Linked DNA regions of Hordeum vulgare: all the other regions are linked to region 2. Evidence: chromatin contacts called from public Hi-C data. All regions are on one chromosome and are shown on one strand. The core of a region is the stretch at or near the end of the contact, and the rest is flanking DNA. Distances in the headings are between cores, read along the strand shown. Region 1 has its middle 13 kb from the start of LOC123449232. Region 2 has its middle 220 kb from the start of LOC123449233. Region 3 holds the start of LOC123449233 (cytochrome P450 90B2).

Region 1 (3,174 bases), core at 7-2,506, 230 kb before region 2:
TGACATATGGTTAATTTGTTACTATCAGGCTTCAGGAAAGCTGCAGGCCAGCCAGAACAGGCTGAGCTAACTGCCCAACAGATAATTCTGTCATCAAATAGTAGTAGTAATCGCACAGTGCTCTTCGGTGGTTGCCTTGTTTTTTTCTTTCTTTCGACGTGCCTGCCAATCAACAACAAGCCGACGATAAGCACTGTTGCAACTTGCAAGGGGCTTGGTGTGACTCATGAGTAGCGGAATGGGCTGGGGTCATGCAATGCAATATGCAAAGGCAAAGCCCATGCATGCATGCAGCACGCATCCTCTTTTTCTACCAGTCAAAGGCTTTTTTTCCAGCCCTCCTACGCTTAGCACTGTGCGAGCTTTCTGGTGGCAATGGCATGGCCATGCCTGTTGTAGGAGCCCCGTAATCATGCTGCACGGGCCATTGCAAAAGGAGGAAAGATATCACCCCCAAAAGAAACGGCCAAAAGTGCGGCCACGAAAGAACTGTTGCATAGTTCGAGAAATGGAACTGACTAGACTAGAACATGCACGACAGGGTTACCGAAAGTTCTTCACAACGTATCTTCTGGGAAATTGTACTAGCGCTTTCCCGTAAAGTTCATACGGCGCTCAGGCCGTGAGCCTGCGACTCACGCATGTTGTCGACGTGTTTGATGGACGCCCACCGTTTCGTCTTGCGTGCCGCTGGGACGTGTGAACTGTTCCTGATTCTTGTATACGTAGTATGCGTTGGTTGAGTATTATTTCATGTGAAGTTTCTCATTTCCCAGGGGTACCGGTGGCTCAGCTGATCGATCTGCATGGTACTATATATCATGCACGAAACCCTCATTGAAACTGTTATAGCACACATTCATGCTACCGTGTTGATAAACGTGTGTAAACAAAAGAGAAAATAAATAACTAAGCATTAGCGAAATAATGGTCCAGCCCCACCCGATCGATCGATCGCCCGCCGATGGAACAGTGAACAGCGTCGAAGAAGGAAACCCGTACCATAAGTACTAGTACTACCTCAGCTAGCATATATACCATGCTCCTACAAAAGAATTCAAATGGCAGAGAAGAGGTCGCCCCACATTAATCTGCAAACTTTTTAGTCCCGTCAGTCAGCGACCCCAGCTAGCTGCAGGCCAGCAGCTGAGAAAAAAAAATGGCGAATAAATAAGCCTCGACGCGGCGGGACAAAGAGACGTACGCGATCCATCCCGTTGGTACGGCCGTCGGGACCGTCGCCGTCGCCGTCCACATGTTAGCGTGCGATCGATCCCCTGTGCATGCACCCGACCCGACCCAAATATCCGGTCCGTGATCGACCGAGCTAAGCTACGACCACCCATGGATGGACGATCGATCGATCCATCGTCCACGCAGGCTTCTTCTTCCGAACAGTGGGCTGCAGCTGTGCGGTCTTAATGGTGGATCGCGCGGGAGATCCATGGGCACACACGCACACCCACCCACCCACACTGCGCTCGACTCCAAGGTGCAAGGCCTTCCAACCCCGGGGGGGCCCGTCCCAATGATATGCAGGACCATGAATAGTGCGTGCGTGCGCCAGCTAGGGTCGTCACTGTCACTCCCGCCCGCCCGCGAGATATGCAATCTGGTGTGCAGTGATGCGCGCATGTGTAGCTCGCCGCCAGCCGCGTCGTGGTGACCAGGCCGGCCTGACAGCGGCGGGGGAGGGCGACGTACGGCGGATGGGGCCGGGCTGCGGGCCGTACGGCGCTGGACCGTGCGCGGAGGCGGGGGTTCGCCCGTCGGGGTCGCCGTGGCTGTTGGCCCGTTCATGCATGGGGGACCGGTCGGTGTAGTTCGGGCGCGTACGCGTTCGTCCGATCGGTCGGCACGGCACGGACGGCGCTCTCCTTCCCTGGCATGTCCGGGGTCACGTGCGTCAGCGAGTGCGTGCGCGCCCGACGCCGACGCCCCGCGCGACGGCGACGCCGGTGATGCGGTGTGCCGTGCGACCGACGCATAGCGGCAGCGGGAAGAGAAGACCACTGTTTTTCCGTGGCCGCCCACCGCCACCACCTTGCCCCGCCCGTCCGTGCGCTTGATTTTGCAGCTTGGCTGCTGGGCCTGGGCTGGCCAGTCCATCGTCCAACGGTCGGTCGTTGGGTTCCATCCAGCCTTGCTCGGCTGTTGGAATCAATTGATGCTTGACAGGATTAGGATCGGGTCGTGTTTAGCTGGCTAGCTGCTGACACGACTCATGATCCCTAAGTTCTTCTTTTTCCTTTTCAGCTGGTGGTTGCTAATTACATTCACCAGATCGGACGATGCGTGTCGTCATGCATATGCATATGGGCGTGCATGCATGCATGGATGGCGGCTGGTAAAGCGTGTGCGTAAGTTGTGCATTTTAGGTGTGCTGTATCGGCTGTTGTTCTCGATACGTTATGTGGATGAATTGAAAACAACACCGGTATTAGATATGTGAAGTAAGAGCACTTTACATTATCGAGTTTGTAGGTGTGAGGGGTGGCTTTGGATGGATTAATGTATACTTTTGTTAAATCTTTATGGAATAATTAATAAGATGGCTGCACCGAAAGTTTAACTTTTTTTTTAAAAAAAAAGCATGCATGCATGGAACCGTCTCGTAGCCGTCGCGCCTGTGCCGGCTGAGAAGGGCCAAGGGTCACGTTGGCCCCACCGTTGGCCCGAGGAACAATTGCTCTACTCCTGGTTGTGGACCTTGTGGTTGTGGAACGCTGTACTACTGCGGATCTGAACTGTTCACACGAGTATACTCTGTTGAGTTCTACCCAATGCGGCGTTTGCATGACCTGCGCGCAGAGCTGTAGATCGGCATGCAAGCAACAGGCTGAGCACGTGAAGAGTCGAGCAGTCCTACTAAGCTGCGGCGGCACCAAAGAGTCGTGTATCGATTACACCGTACGATTAATCATGCGTGCGCTGTATGTATTCGTGTCTACAAAACCTGCGGCGAGATCGGCAAACAGTCGCTTGGAATGTCAGTTCGCATGTGCCGCCCGCATATACAAAATCTAATTCGCACCCTTTGCCGTAAACGAGGCTGGTTGAAGCACGGGAGAAGTACATGCAAGACTACAAAACTAAGATATATATTACTCCTTCGGTTTTTATTTACTCCTCCTATTAATTTTGACCGGAGTCAAATTTTATACAGTTTGATCA
Region 2 (3,055 bases), core at 481-2,980:
TAGTGGAGAGGGAGAGAGACGATCTAGCTAGATCTATATGTATGGAAGGAGGGAAAGCCAAATAAATTTGGAAGATAGAGTTAGAAGAGGTCATTTATGGCAGAGAATTAGGGTGGAGGGGGCATTAATGGGGAGAGAAGAGAGGTAGAAGGAAGAGAGAAGAAGGGCAACAATGATGAAGAAGTAACTTAGAGAGAGGAGAGGAGAAAGGAGGGGAGAGGGCAAAGGGGGGAGAGAGGGTGTGTGGGTGAAAAGCTGTCACCAGCCACGCCTAGGAGCAGCGCTGCTTTGCAAAGGGCGCTACTGCTATTGGTCTTAGTAGTGACGCTTTTCTCGAGCACCGCTAGTGCTAAGTGGGGCCTAGTAGCAGTAGCGCTAATTCCCCCCGAGCGCTACTACTATTGTACTTAGCATTAGCGTTTTTTTTCAAGGACGCGCTGCTACTACAGCTACCGTCGGTGGGCTCGTTGGGTCCCATTTAGCAGTAGCGTTTTTTACATTTCCACCGCTACCGCTAAGGCCTTAGCAGTAGCGTTTGGCAGATCCAACGCTAATCATAAGTAGCAGGAGCGCATGCTATATTCCAGCGCTACTAATAGGGTCCTAAAAAGGTTTTTCTTACTAGTGAGTGTTCACTGCACATGCATTGTTTCAAGGAAAAAAATGTTTGCAATAGATGTTTTGTTTAAAAGGAAACACTATTTGATGGAAACGCTAGAATGGGATTTTGTTGCGACTGCAATAGAGGCCCTGTTTCAAAGTAGAAGAAAAAGGGTTCGATGGGATCGTAACAAGGCTTGTATTGCAAAGCAAAGACCATAACACGACCTTGTTGTAAAGTCTAGCGTTCCCATGGAGAGATGGGAGAATTGTTGGTCACTCCATTCAACGGCTACAGATGGAGTCTTATCATATTAGGAAAACACTTGCGTTCAATCGGTGGACCGCACATGGGTGTTTGACCGCCTCCTTTGCGTGACACGTGTCCTTTCGGTATCTCTTTTTGTAAAAAAATGCAACATCGTGTGGGTTGCTAAATTGTCATCCGCAAGAACATTTATGTTAAAAAATTAAAGACAATAAAAACTTCAAATATTTTGTGTGTCGTCATTAGTGTTGCAAAATTTTCTTTTGCAACTTAAATCCATGTTGCAAACATTATGTAAAAAATTTTATGTAACATCACCTATATTACAAAAAAGTTTCTGCAATATAAAATTTGTTGCAAAAAATTCTGCAACTCTATCTTTGTTACAATGACGAGGCCGGTGTTGGAGGATGGATAGATCTAGATCTAACGGCTACCAGTTCAACGGTCATCTAAAAAGATCCGTTAGCACAAAACGCGTCCTATCACATTATCATCGTCCAGCCAACACATAGCACTGCCCCCAATTGCAAATCGGACAGAGAAAATTAACATGACAGTGAAAAAAATGATTTACCCCCAAAAAATCAGGTGACTTGCAAATAGTCGCTCCCAAATTACTTTTCTTTTAGTTGTAGAGAAATTCGCTTCCAAATTACTAATGCTTTGTTTAAGCATGCCCGACTGAAAGTGGGCTGGGCTCCATTCTTAGTACGAGTAGTACACAAGGAAATATAATCAAATCAGGTCTTATCGTTAGTTAATTGGGACTTCGTGGGATCCATTCCTTTTGAGGATAGACCAGCTGACACCCCCCACACGTGCGGGCGGGAGGACCCACGGTTATATGATTGGCTTTACGCGTGTCGTGGCGCCAGTGGGTGGAGCACCCGCACGGGTGCTTGGTCGATCGCGCCTCACCTCTCCCCGAGCCGGAGGGACGTCACTCGCCTTCGTCCGTTCACATCAACGCTGCTTTCGCTTCACTCTTGTTTCTACTAGGGCGCCGAGCCGCGATGAAAAGCTCGCAGTCGCAAACCATGTTACTATCATAGCTAGACTTGCTTATCGTTTCCGCAAGTCTCGACTGGGGTAATTCGTCCGTGCTGTAGTAGTGTTTAAAGACCTTATTTATATCAAGTTACTCAGATTACTTCCTCGTTTCCAAAATAAAAGCGTCAAGGTTAGGACAATTTTTTTGTTAGAGTTAGGGCCTGTTTGTTTCAGCAGTCTTAGGACTTTTTTTAATCTCAACTAAAAAGTTTCTAGTCCCTACCTGTTTGTTTTCATGGACTAAACAGGGATTAAAGATCATTAAATGACATGCAAAATGACAATGTTATCCCTAATAATGTAGTAGAAGTTATTAAATGGCATGCTAAAAGTAGGGGCACTGTTGGAAAATGTGTTAAAAAAGTCCCAAAAAGACTCTGCTATAGGGACTTCTTCCTTTAGTTCCAAATACCCCTTTTAGTCCCTAAAAGTCCCTCCTGTTTGTTTCACATGGGACTAAAAGGGACTTTTTTAGTCCCTGCACCAAAAAATCCCTGGAAACAAACATCCCCTTAATATAAAGTTGGGTCATTTATTTTAGAACGAAGGAAGAATCAAATAAGGCAATTTATATTATTCAACCAATGATTTTTTAATTCAATGTAAACGCAGATGCTTATATATACACATATCTTATAATTCCTATGAACACACATCGAGTGACGTAGCCATCAATCTAGCAATGTATGGCTTGTGCCATACCTAGATTTTTGTGTATACACTTATATACATATAATACATCTTTGAAGATTGAAATTAAGCTGCATATATCAAATAACCTCCATCACAACTACAATTAATTCCCGCCTTCGCTACTGCGCACACGAACATACACCCTATCCATATAAGCATCTTCGAGAGACTGGATCGATACATCATGTGTCAAGTATAACACTTAAATCCTGATGAGGAGGGTTCTACCATTTTTTTAGCCAAAACACTAGAACACTTGTTCTACGGTAATTTTCATTAATAATAAAATATGTACAAAGTGAGGACTATAAGACAATTATCTAATCCTAGTTCTAGCAAGCATGAAAATTAAATTAATGGTTCTGTTGTATCCAATTACTCACCTTGTCTGCTTTCCCTTGATTTGCTCTTATTTGTGTCACATGTAGCCCTTCTTTTGGA
Region 3 (2,971 bases), core at 315-2,814, 220 kb after region 2:
ATTTTTTAAGCTCATTTTAACTTTGGACTTTTTGTACATTCAATATGCAAAGCCACATCATCAATTTTCAACCCTCTTTGACTTCATTTGCTATTTTTCATGCATTTAATGACTTTTTTGAGCTAAATGACCCTCAAATTGAAAAGCACTATAAATGACCTCTAAAAAGGTTGAAATTTGGCATGTTATCATCATTTCACCCACATAGCATGTGCTAAAAAAGTTGAGAGGGTTACGGCAAAAAGTGAATGCACTTTGTGTACAAACTTGTCAATCTTTTTCGAAGTATCACGGTTTCGGACGAATACTCATTAGTTACAAAGGCATTTCATTTATAAGCTTATTTCAACTCCAGACTTTTTCAGCGTACAATATGCACCATTCGAAGCCACGTCATCAATTTTCAACCATTTCTCACTTCATTTGCTATTTTTCATGCATTTAATGATTTTTTTTAGCTAAATGATCCTCAAATAGAAAATCACTACAAATGACCTCTTAAAAGGTTGAAATTTGGCATGGTATCATCATTTCACCCATAATTGCATATTATTCAAATAAACTCTCACATAATTACTCCCACACTAAAAACCACAACTCACTATACCTATAGATCATGAAACAAGCTAAACTAGCAATGAGAGGTGAAAGCATGAAGTTGCTAACCTTTTACAACCCTTGGATAGATGGGGTGCCTCAAATCTTGACAAATGTTGACAAAAATGGAGGATGAGAGCTCGAGCTATGGGGAAAACAGAGAGGATGAGCTTGGGCTGGACGAAGGGGTTTATATAGGGACATCTTTAGTCTCGGTTGTGGATACAAACCGGGACTAAAGGTACACCTCTAGTACCGGTTGGTAATACCAACCGGGACGAAATGGGTTCGCTGACCCCCAGCCTACCACCAGCATGCCATCACCCCTTTAGTCTCGGTTTGTAATACAACCGGGACTAAAGGTCACAATTGAACGGGGACTAATCCTAGCCGTGCCTCGAGACGCTCCCTAGCCGTTGGAACCGGGACAAATGATCACATTAGTCCCGGTCAGAAACACAACCAGGACTAATGCTCAGGACGAAAGGCATGTTTTCTACTAGTGTTTGTGCAACTATAACTATTGTTATGTCCATAGATAATAAAAATAAATGCATTACCTTTACCCCTAGGGCAATTAAGTTAATAATAATCATATGACTCCAACCATCATGACGTGCTCACAACATGGATGCCATGAAATAGAACTACAATCACTTTGCATCATGGATGCCATGAAATAGAACTACAATCACTTTGCATCTCATACAACATATTGCTTTGATAAGAGCTATACTACATAATATGCGCACCCTGCAAAAACAAATTAGATGTCACAAATTACCGTGGCTGGTAGCATTTAATAAACAAATTTAATTACCTATGCAACCCTTGAGCATGATTACCCCATGTTGTTAGTAAAACATGTGGGTGTGTGAAACATGAGACTTAATTAAAACTCTTTGCCCATATACTAAACTCGGTTAAACATGTGACCCCGTGTGGACCACATCTACGATCTATTTTCCTTGTAATTTTTCTTCTTTTTCAACTGAAGTGAAACCCGAAGCATCTGCAGCGTGGCTTGGCCACACGAGTGCCACCACGTAACCGTTCAAAAACCCGGAAGGAATGGTCGCATTGCGCGAATTCCATGGTTGATTCGGCGTACGAGGGCCTGTGAGTTCGGACGGAGAGAGTAATGATTATTTGTATTTCCAAATCCGAGAGAAATGGAGTAGAGTATTATATATAGAGAGGAAAAAGGAAAGATGTGGCAGTGTCCCCACGCCCTGCGCCGCACCAAAAATTAAAATCTGGCTAAAAGAATGCCCACAACCACCTCCTCCTCCCTGTCACACACCTCAAAAACTTATATAAGAGCACCACAACAGAGAGAGGAGGGAAGGGCGAAGTGGGCGCCTTCCCAGCAAGATTTTCTTTGCACAAAGCTCGCAGAGAGAGAAATCTTTCTTTAGAGCTTAAAGCCACTCTTTAATCCGGCCTCCGTTTTATTTTCTCTCTCCCTCTCTCGCTCTCTCTCCAGGGCCATCATCGCTCACACATACACACGCCAACGCAGCGAGAGCGAGTGATCGAGAAGGGAACTGCGGGTTCTCAATCGATCAGTAGCTCATGGCCGCCATGATGGCCTCCATAACCAGCGAGCTCCTTTTCTTCCTCCCCTTCATCCTCCTGGCCCTGCTCACCTTCTACACCAGCAGCGTGGCCAAATGCCATGGCCTCCACCGGTGGAGCGGCCGGACGAAGAAGAAGCGGCCGAATCTGCCGCCCGGCGCCGCCGGCTGGCCTTTCGTCGGCGAGACCTTCGGGTACCTCCGCGCCCACCCGGCCACCTCCATCGGCCAGTTCATGAACCAGCACATCGCACGGTTGGTGTACACATATGCATACATACATACATACATACATACAGGCATGCGACCGCGAACAGGCGGACGATGGATGGAGCATTCGGGCTGACGTCGTATGATGGTATGGTATGGTATGGGTATGGATGCAGGTACGGGAAGATATACCGGTCGAGCCTGTTCGGGGAGCGGACGGTGGTGTCGGCGGACGCGGGGCTGAACCGGTACATCCTGCAGAACGAGGGGCGGCTGTTCGAGTGCAGCTACCCGCGGAGCATCGGCGGCATCCTGGGCAAATGGTCCATGCTGGTGCTCGTGGGCGACCCCCACCGCGAGATGCGCTCCATCTCCCTCAACTTCCTCAGCTCCCTCCGCCTCCGCGCCGTGCTCCTCCCGGAGGTGGAGCGCCACACCCTCCTCGTCCTCCGCGACTGGCTGCCTTCCTCCTCCTCCGCCGTCTTCTCCGCCCAGCACGAAGCCAAGAAGGTATCTCTCCGCTCTGCCACCAACGACTGTCCGATTAACACCGCGCCATGCACAGCATATACTAGCTAGCTACTTGC

The links. Hi-C and Micro-C count contacts between places; a contact is called where the count stands out from the background.
Region 1: a Hi-C map of seedling shows a contact between it and region 2, with 4 times the contacts expected there. The contact joins two enhancer-like sites. A contact is called at or near these places in 3 of 6 Hi-C or Micro-C datasets (leaf and seedling).
Region 3: a Hi-C map of seedling shows a contact between it and region 2, with 4 times the contacts expected there. The contact joins the promoter of LOC123449233 here to the enhancer-like site in region 2. A contact is called at or near these places in 3 of 6 Hi-C or Micro-C datasets (leaf and seedling).

Annotation. Positions count from the first base shown.
Region 1 is chr4H:516,910,010-516,913,183 of MorexV3_pseudomolecules_assembly, forward strand. No RefSeq gene overlaps it. Among protein-coding and RNA genes, the nearest start is that of LOC123449232, 13 kb to the left of the region's middle. Within about 2 kb of position 1,257, at least 3 of the 3 cell types and tissues checked have open chromatin away from gene starts, as enhancers often do. A contact at or near this core is called in leaf and seedling, where this site is marked.
Region 2 is chr4H:517,140,166-517,143,220 of MorexV3_pseudomolecules_assembly, forward strand. No RefSeq gene overlaps it. Among protein-coding and RNA genes, the nearest start is that of LOC123449233, 220 kb to the right of the region's middle. Within about 2 kb of position 1,731, at least 3 of the 3 cell types and tissues checked have open chromatin away from gene starts, as enhancers often do. A contact at or near this core is called in leaf and seedling, where this site is marked.
Region 3 is chr4H:517,358,181-517,361,151 of MorexV3_pseudomolecules_assembly, forward strand. LOC123449233 (cytochrome P450 90B2) reads left to right here and starts at 1,565. Exons shown (of 8, transcript XM_045126374.1): 1 at 1,565-2,429; 2 at 2,561-2,894. The coding sequence starts at 2,173.